2 separate regions of the Sus scrofa genome follow, and region 1 is linked to region 2. Evidence: chromatin contacts called from public HiChIP or PLAC-seq data. All regions are on one chromosome and are shown on one strand. The core of a region is the stretch at or near the end of the contact, and the rest is flanking DNA. Distances in the headings are between cores, read along the strand shown.

What was found. HiChIP or PLAC-seq counts read pairs in DNA pulled down with a chosen protein or histone mark.
Region 1: an H3K27ac HiChIP or PLAC-seq map of skeletal muscle shows a contact between it and region 2. The contact joins the promoter of RREB1 here to the enhancer-like site in region 2. A contact is called at or near these places in 2 of 5 promoter capture datasets (fetal skeletal muscle and liver), 3 of 47 Hi-C or Micro-C datasets (heart right ventricle, liver and skeletal muscle) and 2 of 2 datasets of contacts at active chromatin or transcription factors (alveolar macrophages and skeletal muscle).

The regions. Positions count from the first base shown.
Region 1 is chr7:4,506,931-4,513,756 of Sscrofa11.1, reverse strand. RREB1 (ras-responsive element-binding protein 1) reads right to left here and starts at 1,471. Exons shown (of 16, transcript XM_005665552.3): 1 at 1,183-1,471.
Region 2 is chr7:4,268,273-4,274,661 of Sscrofa11.1, reverse strand. No RefSeq gene overlaps it. Among named protein-coding and RNA genes, the nearest start is that of LY86, 160 kb to the right of the region's middle. Within about 2 kb of position 1,536, at least 44 of the 83 cell types and tissues checked have an H3K27ac peak or open chromatin away from gene starts, as enhancers often do. A contact at or near this core is called in fetal skeletal muscle and skeletal muscle, where this site is marked.

The DNA.
Region 1 (6,826 bases), core at 222-2,721, 240 kb before region 2:
GGAAGCCCCACAACTTGCGAAAAATTGGTCCAGCGGGCGGCGGACAAAAGTTTCCGAGCGCGCTCCACAGCTGGGCGGCGAAGCGGGCCCCGGCGGCCGGCCCCGCCTCGGATGCTCCCGGCCTCCTTCCTGTGCTCGTGACGGCGCCGGGCGCCGAGGTCCCCCCCCCCCTCCCGCGATGCAGGCTCCGCTCCACACCGATAGCTCCCACGAAAACACGTACACCGTCAACGGAAGGGCAAGGAAACAATACGCGCGGACGCGGCCCCCGCCCCGGCCCCTCCTCGCCCGGTCACCCGGGGGCGGTGGTCGGCGTGACCACCAGCCACGAGCTGGGAACGGCCAGGGCGCAGGGCTGCCCGCGGCCCCCCTCCGGGCCGGCGCCGTCCGCCGGGGAGGATCAAAGTCCGCAGAGCAGGGCGCGGCGGATGCTCCCACCGCGCGGCCCCTGCGAGCACCCCCGAGCCAGCACCCCAGGCGGGCACCCCGAGCGGGCACCCCCGGATACCTTGCGGCGGCGGGCGGGCGCCGTCATCTCCGTGCTCCTCGGCCCGAGAGGGACTCGAAAGTATGTAGGAGAAAAGTTTCCCCTCCCACATGGGGGGGAGGATGTCGGGGGAGAGAGGGCGGAAGATGGAGAGCAGCGCTGGGAAGATGTTTCTGGCCCGCGGTGCGCGCACCATCCGAGTCCCGGCGGTGCTGGTTAAAAATAAATTGCTCGGCGGGCGCGGCGGCGCGGGTCGGGCCGGATTCCTGCGCTCGGACGGCTAATATGGATGCGCATCAGATCCTGGCGGCGCGGCGCAGCGGCAGCCCAGGCTGCTCGCTCTGGGAGCTGGTTGGCAGAGCCGGCAGCTCGGGAAGGGGAAAAGGAGCGGAGGAAGGGGAGGAGGAGGAGGAGGAGGGGGAGGAGGAGGAGGAGGAGCGGCCCGGCGCGCAGCCCGAGGGGAGAGGGCTGCCCAGCTCATCCCGGGCCGGCCCCACTGTCCCGAGCGCACGTAGCGCGGCGTGGGGCGCTCGGGTCCACGGCTCCGGGAAACGCTGAGTTTAAAAAGTACAACGCGCACTGCAGACTTCACCCTCCCCATCCCCAAAAGTTCTTTAAAAGGTCGCTCCCGCTCAGCCCCAGACATCTCGCTGCCACCCAAGGACCGCGAGCCCGAACCCGGGGCGCGTACTCACGGCGGGGCAGGGCGCTTGGCTCCCAGGCATGATGCAGTAGGGACCGGTGGGCTTCGGGGAGAGAACGAGGAGAGATGCAAACTTGTTCCGGAAAAGGAATCAAAATGGCGTTTCTGGATGTGCAAAGTTCATCAACTCCGCAGTCACTTCCCCTCCTCCTCTTCTCCCACAGGGAGGGAGGTGGGCGACGAGCTGGCGACCCCGGCGCCCCAGTCGTCGTCCCGGCCCCCGCCTCGGCCCCCCGCCCCGCTTCCTCGCCCGCACGCTCGGAGACTCGCTCTCCCCCTCTCACCCTGATAAGTAGACACATCACGTGTTGCTCCTGCGAGTCTCCTGGGGACGTGTTACAGAGCGGCGGCGGCCGCGGCGGCGGCGTTCGGCCTGGGGGTGGGGGGGGACCGCGGTACCCGCCGGTCCCCACCGCAGCCCCCGCCCCGATTTTAGCCGGATGACCGCCGTTTCCATCCCGGGATGGATGGAGGTGCAGTCCCCCACCCCACCCCCACCGCAGCCCCAGGTTTGCCCCACGCCCTCCGCAGGCGCCCCGGGCCAGGGAGGGCCGAGCCGCCGGGGGGTGGGGGGGAGGTCTCGGCGGCCACAGCTGAGCGGGATCCCGACCCGCCCAGCGACCGCCCGCCTGCTACGGTCTTGGACCACCGCGCCCCCCTCCCCTCTAGGCCCTCACTGCGGGCGACTCTCCGCCCCCCGGCTTTCCATCACTTTACTTCGTGGCTGTTTCACTATTTTAACCAAGGAGGGGGAAAGGCAGTGGTGCCTGGGAGGCGCGGAAGGGGCGCCTCGGAGGCCGGGAGGGGGTGCATTGGGGGTGGGGGGGTCCTGGCCGGGCGCCGCCCCTCTTCCTCTCGGAAGCCGATGGGTCGGTGATCCCCACCCGCGCGGTTCCCGCTCCACGCGGTCCTGGCCCTGCATCCAGGTGGGACGAGTAGATTGATGGGGCAGCAGATTAAGGAACTGGCGCTTCACCCCGCCCCCAACTTCGGGCCGTTTCTCTCCCGGGGCCCGGTCCTTCTAGCTCTGGGGCTGCTGCCCGGGGAAGCGTGTTCTCAGTACAGCAAATTCAGTACTCGCTCGGCTTTTGTCACCTTCCCGTCCCCACACTCCACAAGTGATGCTTAAGCGGAGGCTACGTTGCCCCCAAGGGGCCGCCACTGTGTCCCCACCCCACAATGGCAGGGCTGATGCTGTGTCATCCACGTCGCCCTCCGGGGCATCAGGGAAGCCACATGCAATATCTCTTTCTCTCAGAGGGCTCCTGTTTCAACTCTGAAAAGCAGGGGCCCTCCTCCGAGCTGCTCTCCATCTCCGCGGCTCCAGCCACCACGCTGAGCCCTGGCCGGGGCGGCCCAAGTTATCACCGAGCGCAGAGACACCAGGCCTGGGCTGTGCTTCCTCCATAAAGCAGCTGACATGTTTCCAACTGTTAATACTTTTCCTACCGAGCTTCTGAAAGGGGCCTGTTGTCAGCCTTTGGAACATCTTCTGACAGATAAGGGTGACTGTGGTTGTGCAAAACAAACGCCACACACTCCCCAAATTCTAAAGATGACTCTCAGCTCTGGCGGAGAAGACTGCTGCGGCAAGAGGCGTTTGAGACTTGTTAAACAGGACGGTGTTATACATACAGAGAGCTGGCTACTATCTATTTACTGTGACCTTTGACCCTGTTCCACGCCAGCTCCTCTGAATGCACTTGCACACCATACACAATTGTAAGCCCAATCACGGGCCTTTAATTTGCAGCACTCAGTGGAACTCTGGTTTTCAGGGCTGCAGACAGAAGTGTCTACCTAGGAATGGTCTGAATGGATGGGTTCTGGCCAAGAAAGAACTCTCTAGAACCACGCAAAAGCAGTTTGGACCCTTACCTCCTGACTTGAGATAATCAGCTGTGCAAGAGGGAACGGATTCAGCTGGCTGTGTCTCTGACGTCCAGAGTCATCAAAATGAAGTTTTCAGAACCTGTTGTGTTTCCCAGGGTCTGCTGTTTACTGAGGAAAACCCAACCCAGAGAAACTTCAGCAGTTGCATTTTTCTGAGCCTCCCCCCGGCCCCCACCCCACGGCCCTATTCAGGAGTCACCTTTCCTGGTCTCCCCGTTCCGTGGTAGGTTTTGAGTAGGAACCGTAGCAAAGTTGGGATTTTGCTGGTAATTTAGTTTATTCCATAAGATACATTTGAACCTGCAAATGTCCATGGATTTTCAGGAAAAAATCCCCTTTATAATGTCACCTTGTCATACTGGCAACTGAAAAGAGAGAAGATAGTCTAAAGTAACTTTGGAAAGTTGAATTCTGGAAGTTCCCGCTGCGGCTCAGCAGGTTACACACCTGACTAGTATCCATGAGGGTGCAGGTTTGATTCCTGGCCTCGCTCAGTGGGTTAAAGACCCAGTGTTGCCATGAGCTGTGGCGGAGGTCACAGACTTGGCTTGGATCCCATGTTGCTGTGGCTGTGGCAGAGGCTGCAGCTGATTTGACCCCTAGCCTGGGAACTTCCATATGCTGCAGGTGTGGCCCCAAGAGGCAAAAAAAAAAAAAAAAAATCTAATGATACTGAGCTCTCTGTTCAACTTCTCTAGCTCATTCATAAACTTGGAAGTCAAATGGCCCATCCAAAGGTCTGTTCATATTATGTATAAATATCATTGATCCAACAAATATCTATTGAACATCTAATAGGTAAAAAGACACATGCTATTAAAACCACAATGAGATGCCACTTCACACCCACTAGGACAGCTGTAACTAAAAAGACAGATAAGGAGTTCCCACTGTGGCACAATGGGTTAAGAATCCAACAGCTCAGGTCTCTACAGAGGTGGCGCAGGTTCGATCCTCCACCCAGTGCAGTGGGTTAAAGGATCTGGCATTGCCATAGCTGTGGCTAGGACTCAATCCCTGGCCCAGGAACTTCCATATGTTGTGGGGTAGCCAAAAAGGAAAAAAAAAAAATTATAAAAGGACAGATAATAATAAGTGTCATTTAAGAAGTAGAGAAATGGAACCCTCGCACAGTGCTAGTGGGAAGGTAAAGGGCTACAGCCACGTTTTATTGTTTTTTGGTTTTTTTTTTTTTGGCCATGCCCACAGTACGCAGCCCCAGGGACTGAACTGGTGCCACAGCAGCAGCCCAAACCACAGCAATGACAATGCCAGATCCATAGCCTGCTGAGCCACCACGGAACTCCATATAGCCACTTTTAAAAACAGCTTGGCAGCTCCTCAAAATGTCAAGCATAGAGTTACTATCTGACTCAGCCATTCCATTCCTAGGGCATACACAAAAAATGAAAACATATGTCCATACGGGAACTTGTATGAGATTGTTCATAAGAGCATTCTCTATAATAGCTAAAAAGTAGAAACAACCCAAATACCCATCAATTGATGAGTGGATAAACAAAATTTGGCACATGCAAACATGGAATATTATACAACCGTAAAAAGGAATGAAGGTCATACTACAACATGGATCAACTGTGATATGCCAGACTCAAAAGGTCAAATATTATTCTGATTCTGTTTATATGAAATATCCAGAACAGGCAAATCTATAGAGCCAGAAAGTAGATGGTTACTTAGGTCTGGGGGTTTGAGGATTTGGAGGGACTCAGAGATTGATTGCTAATTTGTATGAGATTTCTTTTTGGGGTGATAAAAATGTTCTAAAATTGAAGTGATGATTGAACAACTCTGAATATACCAAAGCCATCAAACTGTATGCTTTTATTTTTTATTTTACATTTATTTTTTTTTTTAGGGCTGCTAGTGCAGCATGCGGAGGTTCCCAGACTAGGAGTTGAATCAGCGCTGCTGCTGCCGGCCTACACCACAGCCACAGAAATACTGAATCTGAGATGTGTCTGCGACCTACACTGCAGCTCACGGCAACACCAGATCCTTAACCCAGGAAGGATCAAACCTGCATTCTCATGGATACTAGTTGGGCTCATTTCTGCTAAGCCATGACAGGAACTCCTGAACTGTATGCATTTACTTACTTATTTATTTATTTATTTATTTATTTTTGTCTTTTTGCCTTTTCTAGGGCCACTCCCGGGGCATATGGAGATTCCCAGGCTAGGGGTCTAATCGGAGCTGGAGTTGCCGGCCTACGCCAGAGCCACAGCAACTGAGGATCCGAGCCGAGTCTGCGACCTACACCACATCTCACAGCAACGGTGGATCCTTAACCCACTGAGCAAGGCCAGGGATTGAACCTGCAACCTCATGGTTCCTAGTCAGATTTGTTAACCACTGCGCCACGATGGGAACTCCTGAACTGTATGCTTTTATGGGGTGAATTTATAGTATGTAAGTTACATCTCAGTGAAGTTTATATACATATATGTGTACATATATACAAAATTGATTACAGTGATGATAGAATAACACACTCCCACACGCACATACACATGCATATGGTCGTGCTAGGTTCTATAGTGGAGAAGTGATACAAAAAACGAATAATTTCTGGGAGTTCCTGTTCTGGCTTAGTGGTAACAAACCCGACTAGGATCCATGAGGCCTCACTCAGTGGGTTAAGGATCTGGCGTTGCTGTGGCTGTGGTGTAGGCCAGCAGCTGTAGCTCGGATTGGACCCCTAGCCCAGGAACCTCCATGTGCCTCAGGTGCGGCCCTAAAAAGCCAAGGCAAACAAACAAAAAAAGAACAATTGGGGAAAGCCCCAGGGAAGAGAAAGTGATGGGGCTGAACCATGGAGAAAGGCCAGAAATTCCCTAGGTGGAGACTGGGATTAGAAACAGCAGATGCAGGAGTTCCCGACGACGCGGGAACTGGGCTGTGCTGCAGGTTGCGGCTCTGATCCCGTGTTGCTGTGGCTCTGGCGTAGGCCGGTGGCCACAGCTCCGATTAGACCCCTAGCCTGGGAACCTCCATATGCCGCGGGAGCAGCCCGAGAAATGGCAAAAGAAAAAGAAAAAAAAAGAAACAGCAGATGCCAAGACACAGTTGCCCCAAGTTATGGGCCCTGTTCAGAGACCAGGAAGGATTCTAGCGTGGCTGGATCATAGCACACACAGGACCATCAGATGATGGGACTGAAAGGTCAACAGACTAAGGCTGTACCTCCAAGAACTCTCACCACTACCCATGGAAAATCAAAGGGACGAGGGCCTGATCTGGGGGGTGTGGGTGGGTGTCGGTCATATGGCTGGAGAACAGGTGATCAGGAGCCACTTCAGAGCAAGAACTGACGGAAAAGAGCTGGGGGACCAGGAGTGGGAGGTGAAGAGGGGAGGTGAAGAAGGGAGGGCTGAGATGACGCCTGGGGCCTAGCCAGGTGATGGAGAGAACAAATGACAGTCGGGGTAGGGGCCCATTGGAGGTTAAGGGGACAGAGCAGGCGACCTTGGCTGGAGGTAGAAATAATGGAAAACACAGAGCTAGGTGATGGGAGGGACGAAGCAAAAAGGGATCTGGATGTTGGAGAAAGACCCCAGAATGGGGTGACACACTCCCCCGAATCGCAGGGGACACATGGGTGTCCTCTGGGGAGAGGAGGGGATGGGGTGCTCCAAGCTGGGGGACAGTGAGCGGTAAGCACGGCGGGGGGGGGGGGGGCACAGAGGCGCAAAATAAGGTCAGTTTCCTGAAAGTCAGCT
Region 2 (6,389 bases), core at 287-2,786:
ATCCAGGCCAGGGCTGTCAGCCCCAGCGCTGGGCAGCAGCAGGCTTTTAGCTGCGGCCACGTGACTTCAGGTCCAATGGGCCAGATTTCCCCCCCCTCCCCGGGCGCCGTCTCACCGCCCGGCTGCTCCCCCATGTCCAGAGTGGTGGGAATGCTTGGGGCTGTGGCGGAGGGGGGGACCTAATTCCCTATGTTTCTGAAAATATCCCAGGCCCGGCTGCCCTGACTGCTTCCCTGGGCAGAGGCCGCATGGCTTGGGCTCCAGGAAGGCCACCTGCTTGCTGAGTGGCCGGCTGGGTGGCCCTGGGAACACTCCCCTGCCGTGGGGGGGCCTCGCTGCGGCTCTGCTCCCCACCTCCTGTGAGGCGCTTGGGGAAAAATAGCTGTGACGCTGACATGCCATTGTCAGGCACTTCTGGGGCCTGGCAACGTCTGCAGTTGGTGGGGTGGTGCTTTGGTGGAGCTGCGGAAAAGCAGGGCTGTGTCTTGTGATGGGAAGAGGCTCTTTTCCTAACCATATAAGTCTTCCCGAGAGAACCAATACAGAACGCGGTCACTCTGGCTGGGCCGTCTTTCCACAGCCGCCCGGGAGCCCTCTGGCCCCGCTCACCGCATCTCCTGTTTCATTTTCCATGTCCTCTCGGGTTGGTAACTCAAGGAGCATCTGTGGCTCAGGAACAGCTGACGGCCCGGCAGCTCCCAGCAGCGGCTCCTGGGGATGGGGCGCGGGGCGCTGGCTGGCAGGGGCGCTCATGATGCCCTGTCCCCAGGGCCGTGAGTCACTGGCAAGTGAAGGATGAAGGCCTGGGGGGTGGGGCCTCGGTGCCCAACCCAGGGGATGTGGCCTCGCGAGATGAGTAATGAGACCTGAGCGAGCGTTTCTCACGGGAGGCTCCCGCCGGCGGCCCTCCCGTCACACCCTCCTCCGCCGCCCACGTGGCTGAATCCGGGAGCTGGAAGGAGCGGTGCAAAGCCTTCCCACCCCAGCCCTGTACTTTCCAGGTGAAAAAACGAAGATGCAGAGGAGAAGTGACTTGACCCAGGTCGGGGTAGAGCGGCGTGTGAACCCAGAGCCGTTAGTCTATACACCAGAAAGCTCGGGGGCTGCCAGCTCCTCCCCGCCCCCGGGTGTGTTTCCCTTGTGCCCAGGAGGTGAGTGCACCCCTGGGGCAGGTGGAGAGGTGAGCTGGAAGGTTCAAGGCGTGGAAACCCAGGACGGCATCTCTCCAGGCTGGTCCCTGCACCCCTAGCTCTGCCGGCCCCTCCCCCTGCACCCCCAGGCCTCTCCCAAAGGTGATGGCTTTTCCTCCTGACTCAAACTAAATCCCCACCCCGTAGCCTGGGGGAAGAACAGGTGGAGTCCCAGATTAGGGCGCCTGGGAAGACCACGGAGGGCCGCCCCCTGCCTCCAGCTGTTCTTTATTGAGCGCCCGCAGTGAAGGGAGCCAGGAGAGGCCTGGGAGCAGAGCAAGGCAGGGGGAGTGGCGGCAGGCTGGGGCTGGTGGCTGAACCGCAGAGGCAGCCAGGAGGTCCTCAGGCTCTGGCTCCTCCTGTCGCCAAGCCCTGGAGTGGAAACTTCTGGAACGGCCCTGAAGGTGACAGTGTGGGCAAGGCCGCTCCCGCAGGGGGCTGGGGTACCTTCCCTCAGAGCTCTGGAATGCACACATGTGTTTATCTGCAGAGCGTTCCCCCCCCCCCCCCCCGCCCCTCCCACTCTGTGCACCCCTGCTCTCTCCCCGGGCTCACATGCCTTGGGCATTCAATAAACATTAAAAAATAGCAACATCCGAGCCACTGACCTTCATGTAAAGGCTTTGAGACCACGGTTCCTCTTCCGTGGGGCCAGACAGGCAGGGCCTGGGAGGGGAAGCCAGGAACACACCCTGGGCCCCGGCAGCGGGGCAGCAGGATCCAGGTGTGGCTTGGACTTTGCTCTGACCCCAGCTGGGTTCAGAGGTCACCATAAGTGAGATGGGGGCCCCTGATGTTCTATAGGAGATGCTGGGTTGTGTGCCCTCTACCAACCAAAGGACAATGCCTGCCCACCTCACCCCATGCCTGTAGACATCACGGGGGGAACAGGTGCGCTGGCCATCAGCCTTTCAGACCCTGCGCTGAGGCCCCGAGGCCGGGACGCTTCTGTCACTTCTTTTCTTGGCCTGCCCATCCCTGCCTCCCTCACCGAGAACCTTCCACCATTGATCAGCTGAGACTTCCTTGTCTGGTGGTGAGGAACGGAGGGTCTGGGGTTTTCCAGCCGGTCTGAGTCTTAACATCCGGATCGCTTCCTTTGACACAGAAATTATGCCGCCTTTACCCGCAAGGCCTGGTCAGCGGAGTCCAGGCAAAGTCTTCTGAGCCAGCTGGCTCCTTCTTCTTTTTCTTCTTCCCCAAGACTGGGAGAGGGTGAACTCGCAGAGGGGAGGGGGCCTGAGGGTCTGGACCCGAAAAGCAAGGTTCTGTCACTGCATTAGCCTCCCCCGCCCCGAACCGGCTGGACAGATGAGGCTCTGAGGCTCTGTGAGCAGCGGGGGCTGCGGCTGGCAGTGGGTGGGGTTGCCCCCGGGGGCCGATGGTTCGGGGCCCAGAGCCCCTCCAGGGCCTGACGGTGACATCTGAGAGGCTCACAGGGCGACGGGCACTGCTGGAGGAGTGCTCCGTGCGTTTGATCCTTTTCTTGTGAGGTCTATGCCCATCTTACAGATGAGGAAACTGAGGCTCAGAGAAGTTAAGTAGCTTCCCCAAAAGGGTCACTTTGGTTTCTGAGCCACTTCTGAGGTCCTGGATGTCATGAATGACTGGGCTGACCAGCCGTCCCATTTGCCAGGGACTCTCCCAGCCTGAGCAATGAAACTGCCCCGGGAAAGCCCTTAGTCTTGGGCAAACCTGGGGGGCTGGTCACTGGCTCACACGCTTGTCCGTTTCTCCCTCTTTCTTTCCTGTGGCACATCTAGCGCTGCTCATCTTCACAGCAACACACGGTTAACTTGGACTATTCCCTTGGGAAAGGCGGGGAGGGGCCACGGGGCTGGGGGAGAGCAGACCCTGAGCCCCGGCTTCTCTGAGGGGGACACAGAGAGGCGGTCTGAGCACAGAGCTGGAAAGGCAACGGGTGCCCATCAAACGGCCACTCTTGTTGTCAGCCTGACACGGTGTGGAGGCAGAAGGGGTCAGGACAGCAGCGTGACAGCAAACCAGGGGACTCCGGGCGGTGGGGGGAGCGCCCGCGTGGAAACCTCCCCTTGCTGAGCTCCTGCCAGGCAGCGTTTCCACCCTTGGCCCCGTTCTGGAAGCTGGGGTGGGCAGCACGCCCGGGCACGGATGTGGAGGTCAGGCAGGCGGAGGTCAGCTCGGCCAGGCGAGGACGTGGGGAGGGAGGTTCGGCCAAGCCCGCAGCTGCCGAAGCCCAGGGGAGGGAGGAGGCTGGCGGGGCAGGAAGACGCTGGGAAGCAGTGTCTCCCTGGGGCCGGGAGTCGAAGAGGGTCCCGGCCAGAGCCAGTGAGAGCGTCTCAGTGCCCAGGGCCCTCCTCCATGCCAGGCGTGTCCCTGTGCTCCCCCACGATTAGCCCTCAGCCCGTGCAGGCTTCCCGAATCTAGGCGGTCAGTGTCTCGTCATCAGCAGCAGCAGCAGCGGCAGCTGCAGCATCGTCTCCATTTTGCAAATGAGGAGAGTAAGGAGGCACAGAGGAGCAAAGACACTTGCCCGAGGTCACACTGCTTCCTGTGATGTAGCCAGGATTCACATTTGTCTGATGGTTAAGGATGAGTTCCTCCTTCCTTCCTTCCTTCCTGCAGGTGTGACATAAGGAAATGCCCAGGCTGGGGCTCAAATCGGAGCTGTAGCTGCCGGCCTAGGCCACAGCCACAGCAGCACTGGCTCCGAGCCACATCTGTGACCTGCTCACAGCAACACTGGATCCTTAACCCACAGAGCATGGCCAGGGGTCGAACCCACGTCCTCATGGTTCCTAGTCGGGTTTGTTTCTGCGGAGTCACCATGGGAACTCCTCTTTTTCCCTTCCTTCCTCCTTTTCTTCTCTCTTCTTCTCCTTCTTTCCCCTTCTCCTCCTCTTCCTTCTTTTTTTTTTTTTTTTTTTTTTTTTTTTTTTTTTTAAATTATGTAGACTTGCCTTTACCTGCAAGCTCATGGAATCCATGCAAAGTCTTCTTTTTCAGCTTCTCCACCTTCCTCTTTTATGTGCTTCCCTAAAAGTCAGGAAATGTGACTATTTTAGCCCCTCTGGCACAAAGCCTCTCTCCTGCCTCAGACCCCAAGTAGGGCTGGTAGGGGAGGGAGTTGGCGATGGGTAATCCAGGTGTGAATGAGCATACTGGTGTGTGTGTGTGTGTGTGTGTGTGTGTGTAGATCACAGTTACTCCAGGAAAATGTCTGGATCCTGGAGCTTGCCACCCACCCTGTCCCACCCCTGCTAGCTCAAGCCTAAACCCTTAGCAAGCCACATTACTAGTCTCCTTTCAGGAGCTGGAGGAAAGCACCAAACCCTGAGATCACCTGCTGGCTTCATCCCAACCCGCTGCTCCGGAAGCAGCCTCTGTGCCGCCCCTGCACCTGCATCTGATGGGAAATTGGGGGCGGGAGGCCCAGATCAGGAAAGAACCTGTGCTGGGCGTGGGTTCCATGCCCCGGGCTAGCTCGACCCCACCCCTCCTGACAAAGGGGAGCCCGTGAGTCACTGACTCAGGTACCGCCTCACCGGTTCAGCCCTCTTCCCAGCGCCACCCCTGCCACCACCTCCTTGCCCCTGTCCATTACTCACCTGTCTCCATCTGTTGCCCATCACCGAGTCTGCGTGGGGCTCGTCCAGGGACCAGCCCTGCTGGGAACCACACAATCATGACTGGCTTGCACGTCAAGAGGATGAAATGGATGAACAATGCAAGCCCGACACCAGCCACAGCGGATGGTCCAGCTTGTAAAGATACAGCATCTTCTGCATAGTGAGAAGGCTCGGTTCAAGTAGCCTTCACACCAGAAGTCGTCCTTCTGCCAACAAGTTAGAGAATTAGATGTATCAGGGCTACAGGAGAGCCTTTTCTAGAGAGAAAGCATTTTGCCCAGGAGCAGGAAATGCCTTAAACTGCAGCACTGCGGGGCTCTCTGTATGAATTACACTCCGCTGCGGCTGGAGTAACAACGAGACTGAAACCAGTCTTTCTAGCTCAATAGAAAATTCATTGAATAAATGAGTACAAACTCTTTTTTTAGGTCTGAAGTTTGAGCAAGTGTAGACAGAATTCTCTGTAACCAGTACATCAATACGGATACAAAAATGTGGTTCTTCCAATCCAGTCTAGGTTGAAAGGTGGAGCAGTTTGAGATCAGAAATAAATCATGAAACCAAGGTGATAAAGAAAAGAAGTGTTGACTGAGATGCATTCTTTGCAGTACTTGCTAAAGGCAGGGTTGCACAGGTTGTGCACTGCACAACTCTGTTAGGCCCTCTTCCTAGAAACCACAACACATACAGTGTTGTGCGGAGCAGTGGCCAAGTCCTTTAGTGAGGGACATGTGAAAAGTTAGTATCAGAACAAAACGTTACCTATTATTTGGAGTTTGTCCGTATGTCTATTTATGCTTACTTCAGCTGTTCAGCAAAGTACAGATGTAATTCATTCATGTGGCTTCAGTCATTCCAGAAATTTTTGTTATGAAATGATTGTAGATTTACAGGAAGTTGCAAAACAATGTATAAGAAAGTCTGATGTACACTTTATCCAGTTTTGCTCAGTGGTAACATCTTGCAGAACTAGACACAATATCAAAAATAGGAAATTGACATGGGTATAATCCACAGAGCTTATTCAAATTTCATCAGTTTTGCCTGTAGTTGTGTGTATATCTGTGTGTGTGTGTGTGTGTGTACACGAGTGTACCCTTCTTTGCAGTTTTATCTTAATAAACTGGTGGTAGATTCTTATAACCACCTCCACAGTTAAGATACAGAACTGCTGGAGTTCCCTGGTGGCCTAGTGGTTAAGGACCTGGTGTTGTCACTGCTGAGGCAGGGGTTCAATCCCTGGCCCAGGAAATTCTACATGCTGTAGGTGCAGCCCCCCACAAAAACCACAAAACTCTGTTCCATCTCTAAAGATATCTCCCACTTACCGCACCCTCCGTCCCTAATCTGTTGTGACCATGAGTCTGTTCTCTGGCTCTAGAATTTTCTTTCGAGAGTGTCATATAAGCGGGGATTTAATCTTTTCTCATTTTTTAACCACTTCTTTTTCTGCGAAGCTCTGACTTAAGGAGAAGCGCTTGAACTAGGGAAACTCATCTGATGGGGTCAAGGACACGGTGCCCAGAGGCCAGGAAACCAGAAGGGCACTTTTACTTATTAAGCACTTACTGTGTGCCAGGCACCGTTCTCA